Linked DNA regions of Sus scrofa: regions 2 and 3 are each linked to region 1. The links are chromatin contacts, called in public Hi-C and HiChIP or PLAC-seq maps. All regions are on one chromosome and are shown on one strand. Each heading gives the region's core, a stretch centred on a gene start, on an enhancer-like site or on the middle of the called end of the contact. The rest is flanking DNA. Distances are from core to core; before and after follow the strand shown.

Evidence for each region. Hi-C and Micro-C count contacts between places; a contact is called where the count stands out from the background. HiChIP or PLAC-seq counts read pairs in DNA pulled down with a chosen protein or histone mark.
Region 2: a Hi-C map of liver shows a contact between it and region 1, with 3 times the contacts expected there. The contact joins the promoter of MED24 here to the enhancer-like site in region 1. A contact is called at or near these places in 4 of 5 promoter capture datasets (fetal liver, fetal skeletal muscle and liver), 17 of 47 Hi-C or Micro-C datasets (adipose tissue, brain, embryonic fibroblasts and 9 more) and 2 of 2 datasets of contacts at active chromatin or transcription factors (alveolar macrophages and skeletal muscle).
Region 3: a contact with region 1 is called in an H3K27ac HiChIP or PLAC-seq map of skeletal muscle. The contact joins the promoter of THRA here to the enhancer-like site in region 1. A contact is called at or near these places in 3 of 5 promoter capture datasets (fetal liver, fetal skeletal muscle and liver), 19 of 47 Hi-C or Micro-C datasets (adipocytes, alveolar macrophages, brain and 11 more) and 2 of 2 datasets of contacts at active chromatin or transcription factors (alveolar macrophages and skeletal muscle).

The regions. Positions count from the first base shown.
Region 1 is chr12:22,247,998-22,250,955 of Sscrofa11.1, reverse strand. No RefSeq gene overlaps it. Among named protein-coding and RNA genes, the nearest start is that of MSL1, 12 kb to the right of the region's middle. Within about 2 kb of position 1,550, at least 63 of the 83 cell types and tissues checked have an H3K27ac peak or open chromatin away from gene starts, as enhancers often do. A contact at or near this core is called in adipose tissue, alveolar macrophages, brain and 10 more, where this site is marked.
Region 2 is chr12:22,307,588-22,310,545 of Sscrofa11.1, reverse strand. It overlaps MED24 (mediator of RNA polymerase II transcription subunit 24), which reads right to left and starts at 1,542. Exons shown (of 28, transcript XM_021067025.1): 1 at 1,470-1,542; 2 at 876-1,086; 3 at 701-783. The coding sequence starts at 1,005.
Region 3 is chr12:22,283,684-22,286,641 of Sscrofa11.1, reverse strand. It overlaps THRA (thyroid hormone receptor, alpha), which reads left to right and starts at 1,482. Exons shown (of 8, transcript NM_214190.1): 1 at 1,482-1,670. The coding sequence starts at 1,618.

The sequences.
Region 1 (2,958 bases), core at 301-2,800:
TTTCCTTCTATAGGCAGACAGAGCCAGGGTGGGGCATGGGAGCCAAAGCCAGGGATGGGCCCAGGCTCAGCCCCTCTGCTCTCCCTTCCCTCCTCCATCCCATGCAGCCTCTCTGGGGACCAGAGCCCCCATTACTGTCTTAAATGTGACCGTTGACTCCTGGCCTCTCCATGCTTCATTTTTTGAGTAATGTGCTTTCCTCTGATTCTCATAGAGCCTTTTTCTCTCACTTCTCTGCACGGTTTCCTCTCTGTGCCTAAAAGGCTCTGAGCTCAAGGAGCAGACAGCCCTGCAGGCCCAGCTGCAGTGACCTACATTGGCTCTCCCCTAGGCCCTGGGTGTGGGGGCTGAGGTTTCAAGATAGGAACTTGGGAATCTGGCACAGGTTAGGGATGACAGGCTGCAAAAGCAGCACAGAGGGACCTCAAGGCAGGGGGCGCCACAGGACTGAGTTCTCACTTTGTCATTTGTGGACAATATAAGACTTTCAGCCTCCAAGTGCAAAAGCATTTCTGAGCAGTGACCCCCACCCCCACCCCCCAGAAAGGAGCCAGAGGTCTCTGACAGGCCTGGTCTCTATTCATTAGATTTGGGAGTGGTTTCTGCCTGCTCCCCATTCTCACTGAACCCACCCCAGTCGGCTACAGCTGGCTGGAAAGATTTCCTTGGCCTTGATGTAGACCAGTGAGTTCAAATTTCAGCTGATTTATTTCAGGAACATGGAAGCTGAGTAGAGGCGGTCAGATATGCAAAAATTCAGTCCCAAGCTTTACTATATAGAGACTAGTTCCTTAGACCCAAGGACTCTGGGAAGGATCCAGAAGGAGCCCCAAGGCTGAACGACCATTTACGAAATCCTCACCTCAGGACCCTGATAGCTGAACCTCTCCTTCCAGCTCTAGGCCTTCTGGGACAGGGAAGGCAGGTTCCGAAATAGGGTTTTTTCCCCTTTTCCCACCATAAACCAGTGTTTAGGATGCCCACCGCATCCAGATTGTGGATGTTTTGCCCTGGCAAGGAAATCCTCTTGCGGGGGCGTGGGGGTGGAATTAGGTGGTGGTGACAGAGAATGATAGATGAGCCTTTTGCTTAGCAGAGAGGGAGAGAAAGAGAGGGAGAGCGCGAGCAGGCTCTGCAGGATTGGGTGGCTCTCCTGTCCAAAGGGCTTCCCCTTGGCCAAGCCCCACCCCAAAGCCCAGGAAGTCCAGAGCTTGGCACGTCGCCAGGGTGAGAGCATTCCGCAGGACTCTGACGGGCTGTGGGGGAGGGTGGCGGTGTTCCGACCACGAGGATGGGGGAGGGGGAGGAAGCGCGCAGGGGAGGAAATGACCACGGAGAAGAGGGTGAGGGTAAGAGGCGGGGACCTAGTTCCCAGTCCCACGAGCCCCTTTCAGAGAGAAGGGCTGAGGCTGGACGTCTTTCCAACGGCCATGCGAAGGGGCTGCAGCTTCGGAGCCAATGACCCTTAGGTCACCTCTCTGCTCAGGGTCACAACTGACATCCCAAACTGTCCTCGGGAGAGTCTCTCCCCCCTCCGGAACCCTGGGACTGCGGTTGAGCTCGGGAGCCCCCGCGTGGCGAAAATCTGGAACTGCGGCTGGGCTGGGGGCGGAGCCCTTCGGCTCCGCCTCGGTCTCTCCCCCAGCGCCCCGCCCTTTTCCCCCACTAGGCCCAGGACTCTGGAAATAGCACCTGGTAATGGGAGTGCTGACAGATGCTGAGTTATAGGGGAGCAAGTGTCCCTGGCCCTTAACGTTCTAGCTTGAGGACTTTGGAGCTGTTTCTCCTGAAACTAGGTGCCCCAGGACTCCTCCCATTCCCTTCCACACAGGGCTCTTCAACATGCCCCTGGGTAGTGTGCTTCTTGGCTACAATGACGTCCCCTTCCTGTGCCCCAAGATTTGCAGCTCGGGGGTTATCTACTATTCACAACCCGCTATGACTTTGGAGGGAGAAATGGCCCCTGAATACTCTGATTTGATTTGATTTTTTATTTATTATAATTATTTTCTTACTTTTTAGGGCGGCACCCAGGCTTATGGAAGTTCCCAGGCTAGGGGTCCAACTGGAGCTGCAGCTGCAGGCCTACGCCACAACCACAGCAATGTGGGATCCAAGCCACGTCTGCGACCTACACCACAGCTCACAGCTCACGGGATCCCCGACCCACTTATCGAGACCAGGGATCAAACCCGCATCCTCGTGGATACTAGTCCATGATTTGTTTCTGATGCGCCACAAGGGGAACCCGCCTCCCAATACTCTGATCTTAAATTTACCCTTCGCCACTCTTCCTCCTCTGAGCACCGCCTCACTTACAACTCCTAGTCTGCCTCCAACCACATACTTTCCATCAGCCCAATTCCCTACCCCATCTCTGAACCTCACATCTCATGTGAGGAAAAGAAGTGGAGAGGAAAATAGACAAAGCCTAGGTCAGAATTTTTCCCAAGGAAATGGTTTCCTCTGTTTAGCTTCACTTGACCTATTTTCTAGCTTTTTTAGCCCAGCTCTGTGCATCAAGCCTTTTCACTGGACTAATTTTTGGTGTCCTGCCCTCTCCACCTTCCCCCAACATGATTTCTGAGAGGCTCTTCCCATCCAGGACAAAAGTTCTTAATTCTGAGAGAGGAGGATTCTCCATTTTGGAAATATCTCCCAGCTTGAGGAATCTGAGCCCATAGAGGAAGAACCAGCATCTCTGGGGAAGGAGCGGTGATGGAAGTGGCAAGAAGCGGAACACTCACTGTAGGAGAGAGGTCACGCTCCCTTATCCAGGCCACATTTAAAGAACTGGTATCGGGGATCTCAGAGAGGTCTGCCAACAGCATGAAGAACTCTAGGGGGAGTTCCCCTTGTGGCACAGTGGGTTGGGAATCGAACTGTAGCAATTCCATGTGCCGCAGACGTTCGGGTTGGACCCCCTGCACCGTGCAGTGGGTTAAGGGATCTGGCCTC
Region 2 (2,958 bases), core at 293-2,792, 60 kb before region 1:
ACAGCTCAAGGCAATCCTTAACTCACTGGGCAAAGCCAGGGATCGAACCCGCGACCTCAGGGATGCTAGTCAGGTTCATTAACCACTGAGCCAGTATGGGAATTCCAGGAGCCTTAATTTTTAAGAGAATTAAAACGTCCTGAGACCAAAACTGCTGCTCTATCATATCACATTATTTCCAGTTCCTAAATATCATGTGATGTTTGTCTCCCAGCCTTTGCATGTTTTTCTCTCTGCTGTGTACATGCTCATCAATCTGCCTGGTTAACTCCCACTCAACACTCATGATTTGGTTTAAACATCACTTCCTCCCTAATCACTCAGACTGGATTAAGCATCCCTCCCATGTACTCCACAATACTCTGCCCTAGCCTAATCATAATCCCATCCTGTGATTGGCTGCTTATTTACATGCTTGTACTACCTAATAAATTCATTGTGTGCTGGGATTAGCTCTGTTCACAGGTAAATCCCCAGTGCCTATAGCATTGCCTGGCACATACAAGCATTTGTGAATGTTTATTCAGAGGACAGTGAATGCAATATTCATCACAACAAGTGAAAGATGACATTTTCAAGAGAAAACTGAGGCTCAGACAAATGATGTGTTCAGGCACATTCACCCAGAAAGTGTGAGCTGACAGACTCCAAGTCTTTCACCTCCAAACCCTCACTTTTTGGAATAAGGGGAACAATTTACCTGGGAACTAATGGCATACTTCAGGTAGGACAGGATGAGAGGATTGGGGGACGGTCCAATCATGGCCTGCTCCAGTAGTGCTTCTGCAAGGGCAATAACAAAGGAAGACTGAGTGGTTACAACATTTCTGGGGTTAGCCCTCCCATCCATCCTTCCTTCCTACTTCACACGAGACCTGCTAGGTTGAGAATGTCCCAGGTGGCTCCTTTGGGAAAGAATTTCTTCATGTTGATTGACCACTGGTAGTCACTCCATCGCTCCTTCCAAGCTTGCAAAATGGCTTGCTTCAGGTTCACCACCTTCATGATTTCACTCTGAGGCGGCGGGGCCGGTGGAGGTCAGCTTTGAGGGGGGAGAAATCGAGCTAGAGGAGGGGAGAGGAGATTCTGAGGAAAAGAACGGGGGGGAGGGGCAGAGTTAAATGGAATGGAGAAGATACAGGAAGATTTAACGAAGGCAGAACTAGAAATGAGAAAAAGGGGAAAGGGGCAAAGTAAGGATCCTGTCAGATTCTTTCCTCCTGAACCGTCCTTCTTTAAACTGGAGCACTAACTAAAAAGAGGGTGTCAAAGGGGTTTAATACAAAGAACGGGCAGCAAGGGGTTAAGCCGGTTCCGGGTGCCTGACTACGCCCTTAGCTCTGGCTGCGTCCCTGAGCCGCTACCATCTCAAATCCAGATTTTCCCCCCATTTCCTCCACCCTCCCCAACCCTGAAACTTTAATTCCCTGTTCACTTTTCATCCATCACCTCCCCAAATTTAAGCCTACCGGACAACCTAGTTCTAGATCCTACGTAGCGCCATTTTGGCACTTATTAAAGAGCTAATTTTCTATTGGCTGAGAGTAACAACCATGAACCAATAAGAATGCGATAAGAGACTGGTTACTCCACGATGCCTTCTGGGAATTGTAGTTCTGTGGACTCCGTTGGTAAGGAAGCTAAGGAACGAAGCTAGTCAGTCTGCATTTTCTCTCCTTCAGGGAAGGACGTGTGGGAGCTCGGGCATCACTGAGATGCTGGGAAAGGCTCTCTAAAGGCCTCTCGCAAAGGCTTCCTCCAGTGACGTCACTGTCGACCGAGCATTTAAGTTACCTTAGGATGGGCTTTCATTACCTGCTGGTTAGTAGGCAACACCAAGGGTATGGTTTACGTTCATCAGTAGATTTTCTCTCTCCCGGACTTTTTGTTGTTGTTGTTGTTCTCCTAAATACCTGAATCTACCAGGGTGTTTGGTTGGTTGGTTGGTTTGGTTTTTATTTTTTTGGCCGTGCCTACCAGAGTTCTTCTCATTTCCATACCTGTATTCCAGAAGCAACGTTGAGGTTCTGTCAGTTGCACACACATCACCCACCACTTCAACCCCCAAATCTGGCGATCCTTCCAGAATCTCCTGGCCCAGCATACTGCCTGAAGACAGAAGTAAGGAAGAAACTGAGGTTTAGGTTATCAAAAATAAGGACAGTCTGGAGTTCCCATCGTGGCGCAGTGGTTAACGAATCCGACTAGGAACCATGAGGCTGCGGGTTCGGTCCCTGCCCTTGCTCAGTGGGTTAACGATCCGGAGTTGCCGTGAGCTGTGGTGTAGGTTGCAGACGCGGCTCGGATCCTGCATTGCTGTGGCTCTGGTGTAGGCCGGTGGCTACAGCTCTGATTCAACCCCTAGCCTGGGAACCTCCATATGCCGCGGGAGGGCCCAAGAAATAGCAACAACAACAACAACAAAAAAGACAAAAAAAAAAAAAAATAAGGACAGTCTGAGAAACCTTCATAGTCAAGAGTCCAAGGAGACATAATGACTAAATGTAACTTGGTAACCTGGATGTAGTCCTGAACCAGAAGAACATTAGGTGAAAACTAAGCAATCTGAAAAAAACATGGACTTTAGTTAACAATAATGTATCAATAGTGTATAATAATGTTAACAAATGTACCACACTAACATAAGATGTTTAAAAAAGGGGGGGGGAGTTGAGTGTGGGGTACATAGAGACTCTCCACTATTTTCATTTTATCCCTATAAATCTAAAACAATTATTTTAAAAAATTATTAAAAACAATAGGGAGGTGCCATTGTGGCACAGCGGAAACGACTCCGACTAGTAACAATGAGGTTGCAGGTTCAATCCCTGGCCTCGCTCAGTGGGTTAAGGATTCGGCATTGCTGTGAGCTGTGGTGTATGTCGCAGACAGGGCTCAGATCTGACCTTGCTGTGTGGCTGTGGTGTAGGCCGGTGGCTAGAGCTCCGATTCAACCCC
Region 3 (2,958 bases), core at 233-2,732, 36 kb before region 1:
TTTCCCCTCCCATCCTGGCTCCTTATCAGTTCCTGGGGGTGGGGCCTGGGGGCCCCCGGGGCAAGGTCTCTGGGGAAGCAGCCACAGGAGGGAGGTTGTGTGTGGGGAGCTGCGCCTCTTGGCCCCTCTCACGTGCCCACACCTGCCTGGGTGGGCAGTCACCGAGCCTCAGGTGTGTAGCCTAGGGTCAGAGGTGCAAACCTGGAGGGAATGGTCGGCCCAGGTGGGCGGTGCCCTGGACCCCAGCTGGCAGAACAAAGCTAGCATTGGCGGCAGGCTGTTTGCAAGCTGTGTGAACTTGAGTGAACGGGCAAGCTTTCCGAGGCTTCTTTTTCTCACCTGCGAAGTTCTGATGCCCACCTGGGTGGACATATACTCTCTATTCCCTTAATGCCTGTTGGTTTCCTCTCGCCCTCCCTGTCCATCCCAGTGGGTGGCAGCTCAGCTAAACCAACTGGGAAGTCTGGTCCTCAGACTGGGAAGTGTGACTTGGGACCTTGTATGGGAAGCTCCTTGGGGGGCCGGGGTTGGAGAGGCCTAAGTCGGCCAGCAGCAGGGGAGGTCGGCTGGCTGCTCTTTTCAGCATCCCTCTCCATTGAGGCCCTCAGGTGGGCGCTCACACTTCCTTCACCGGGACCCCCCCCATGCCTGGGCTGAATGAAAGCTGCTCATCTCTGGTCACTTCTTCTTCTTCTTTTTTTTTTTAAGGGCCACACTCTCAGCACATGGAGGTTCCCAGGCGAGGGGTCCAATCGGAGCTCCAGCTGCCGGCCTCCACCAGAGCCACGGCAACACGGGATCTGAGCCGCGTCTGCGACCTGCACCACAGCTCACGGCAACACCGGGTCCTTAACCCACTGAGTGAGGCCAGGGATCGAACCCGCCTCCTCATGGATCCCAGCCGGGATCGTTAACTGCTGAGCCACGGAGGGAACTCCATCTCTGGTCACTTCTTTCCCTGTGATACTAACGACACCTTGGCTGAGGGGTGGTAACAAGGGCTGATGTGTAATAGACGCGTATGAAGGGGCCAGGCCCTTGCTTGACTGTGAGGCTTGAGACGTGCTACGTGGATTACCTCATTCTTTCCCTCCATCCCTTTCCATGTCTGGGGACCGGGATGTGAATCTCCAGCCTTGCCTGCTGTCTGTCGAGCCGAAGGGCTTCCCGGTCCTCTCCCGATGCCTGCCCTCCCTCCATGCCTACCACCATCTCGTGATAAGCCCCAAGAGCCCAAAATGTTGGCGCCGAAGGAATCCTATTCACCTCCTCCCACCACGGCGCCGCCTTATCCCTGCCTCTCTCCTCTCTCTGCAGGGACCTCCGGACAGGACAAGATTCCGAAGCTACTCCCCCAGCCCAGGACCCCCCCCACAGACTCAGCTTGCCCCCCAGCCCTACCACCTGCCACTCCCTGGCCCCCTTCTCACCGCCCGCTCCCCCCTTGGGGTGCAGGGCATGGTGTGAAAGGCCAAGTGCTGAGGCGGGCACCATGGGTGCTGTGCCCTAGGGCCTGGGTGGCGGGGGGTGGGTGGCCTGTGGGTGTGCCGGGGGGGCCAGTGTGCCCACCCCAGTCTCTTGGCGTGCTGGAGGGCATCCTGGATGGAATTGAAGTGAATGGAACAGAAGCCAAGCAAGGTGGAGTGTGGGTCAGACCCAGAGGAGAACAGGTAATGGGTCCGGCAACTAGGTGTCGTGCAGCAGTCGCTGGGCTGGGCCAGAGAGCACTGAGCTTGGGCCTTTTAGCACCCCTGGGGGGATGGGCCTGAGGCCGGCAAGCCTGCTGCCTACCTTTGCCCAGGAGATGAGGTCATGTTCCCATGTGGCTGGGAATTAGGCACCTGGAGGGAGAGATGCCCGTTTTGAAAGGGGGAGGGCGTGCAGCACAGAGTAATTACAGGCAGCAGGCATGCGGCCCCTCCCTTGTCAGTGCTCGGAGTCTCCAATGCCCCCCAGCTTCCCCTCAGCCACCCTCACCTGAGCATGTGGAATCCAAACAGCCTGGCCATTTTCCTCCTCTCCCTCCCAGCCTCTTCACGTCTGACCACTAGTGTGAGGTCCAGAAGCCATGGTGCGTGTGACATGGCATTTCAGGGCACCATGCACCAGTAACTGTTGATCACAACTCACGCTTATATTTGGAACATATTGGGAGCCTCACAAGCTCTTCCTTGTTCATGGGCAAGGGCGGGCAATGCCATGGGGCTCCTCCCAGGAAGTGGAAGTGAATGCCAGCTCTGAAGATTTGCTCCCACGTGGAGGAAGCATCAGCCCTGCACACACAGCTGGGGATGGGTTCCCTATGATCCGCATTGCGCTTCGGGCGTCCAGAGGGTCTCTGCCTCTCCCATCAGTTCCAAGTGGCACAGAGCTCGGTCTCAGTTGGCGTGGTGCCTTGGGAGCTGGGTACAGCCTGTGCCTATGGCCAGGGAGAGGGTGGGGGAGGGGTGCTCTGGGGAGCAGTGTGGCCGTTGCCTAGGAGACCAGATCCTGAGCCAGGAGGCCGGAGGCCTGGCCAGGCAAAGCCCTGGGGCCCAAGATTGGGTCCCTGGAGGGGTGGAGGAAGTGGATGGGGCTGGCAGTTGGGTAGGGCAATGGGGGTATCCCCCCCTCCCCAAGCCTCACCCCAGGGGGGCTCTGAAAAAAGATTTGGCCTGTCATCGTGAAGCTGTCACTTGCAGCCCCTGTTCTTTCCCGCCCACACTTCCATGGGTCTGGGAGGGTCGGCTCCTAATTCAGAGAAAGGCGGGAATGCTTAGTTCCTGTCCCCCAGGACTGCAGCCCCTCCCCGTCAGCCTCCCCTCCCCCATGTCCCCGCGCCACCTTGTGGCTGTCTCTGGGACTGCACCCAGAGGCTTTGCGTCTAGCTAATTGCTAAAGACCCGCAGCTCAACTGGGCTGGGGGAGGTCCCCTACACCCACCCCCCTCCGGAGGCAGGAGGGGGAGATGTGATTCTC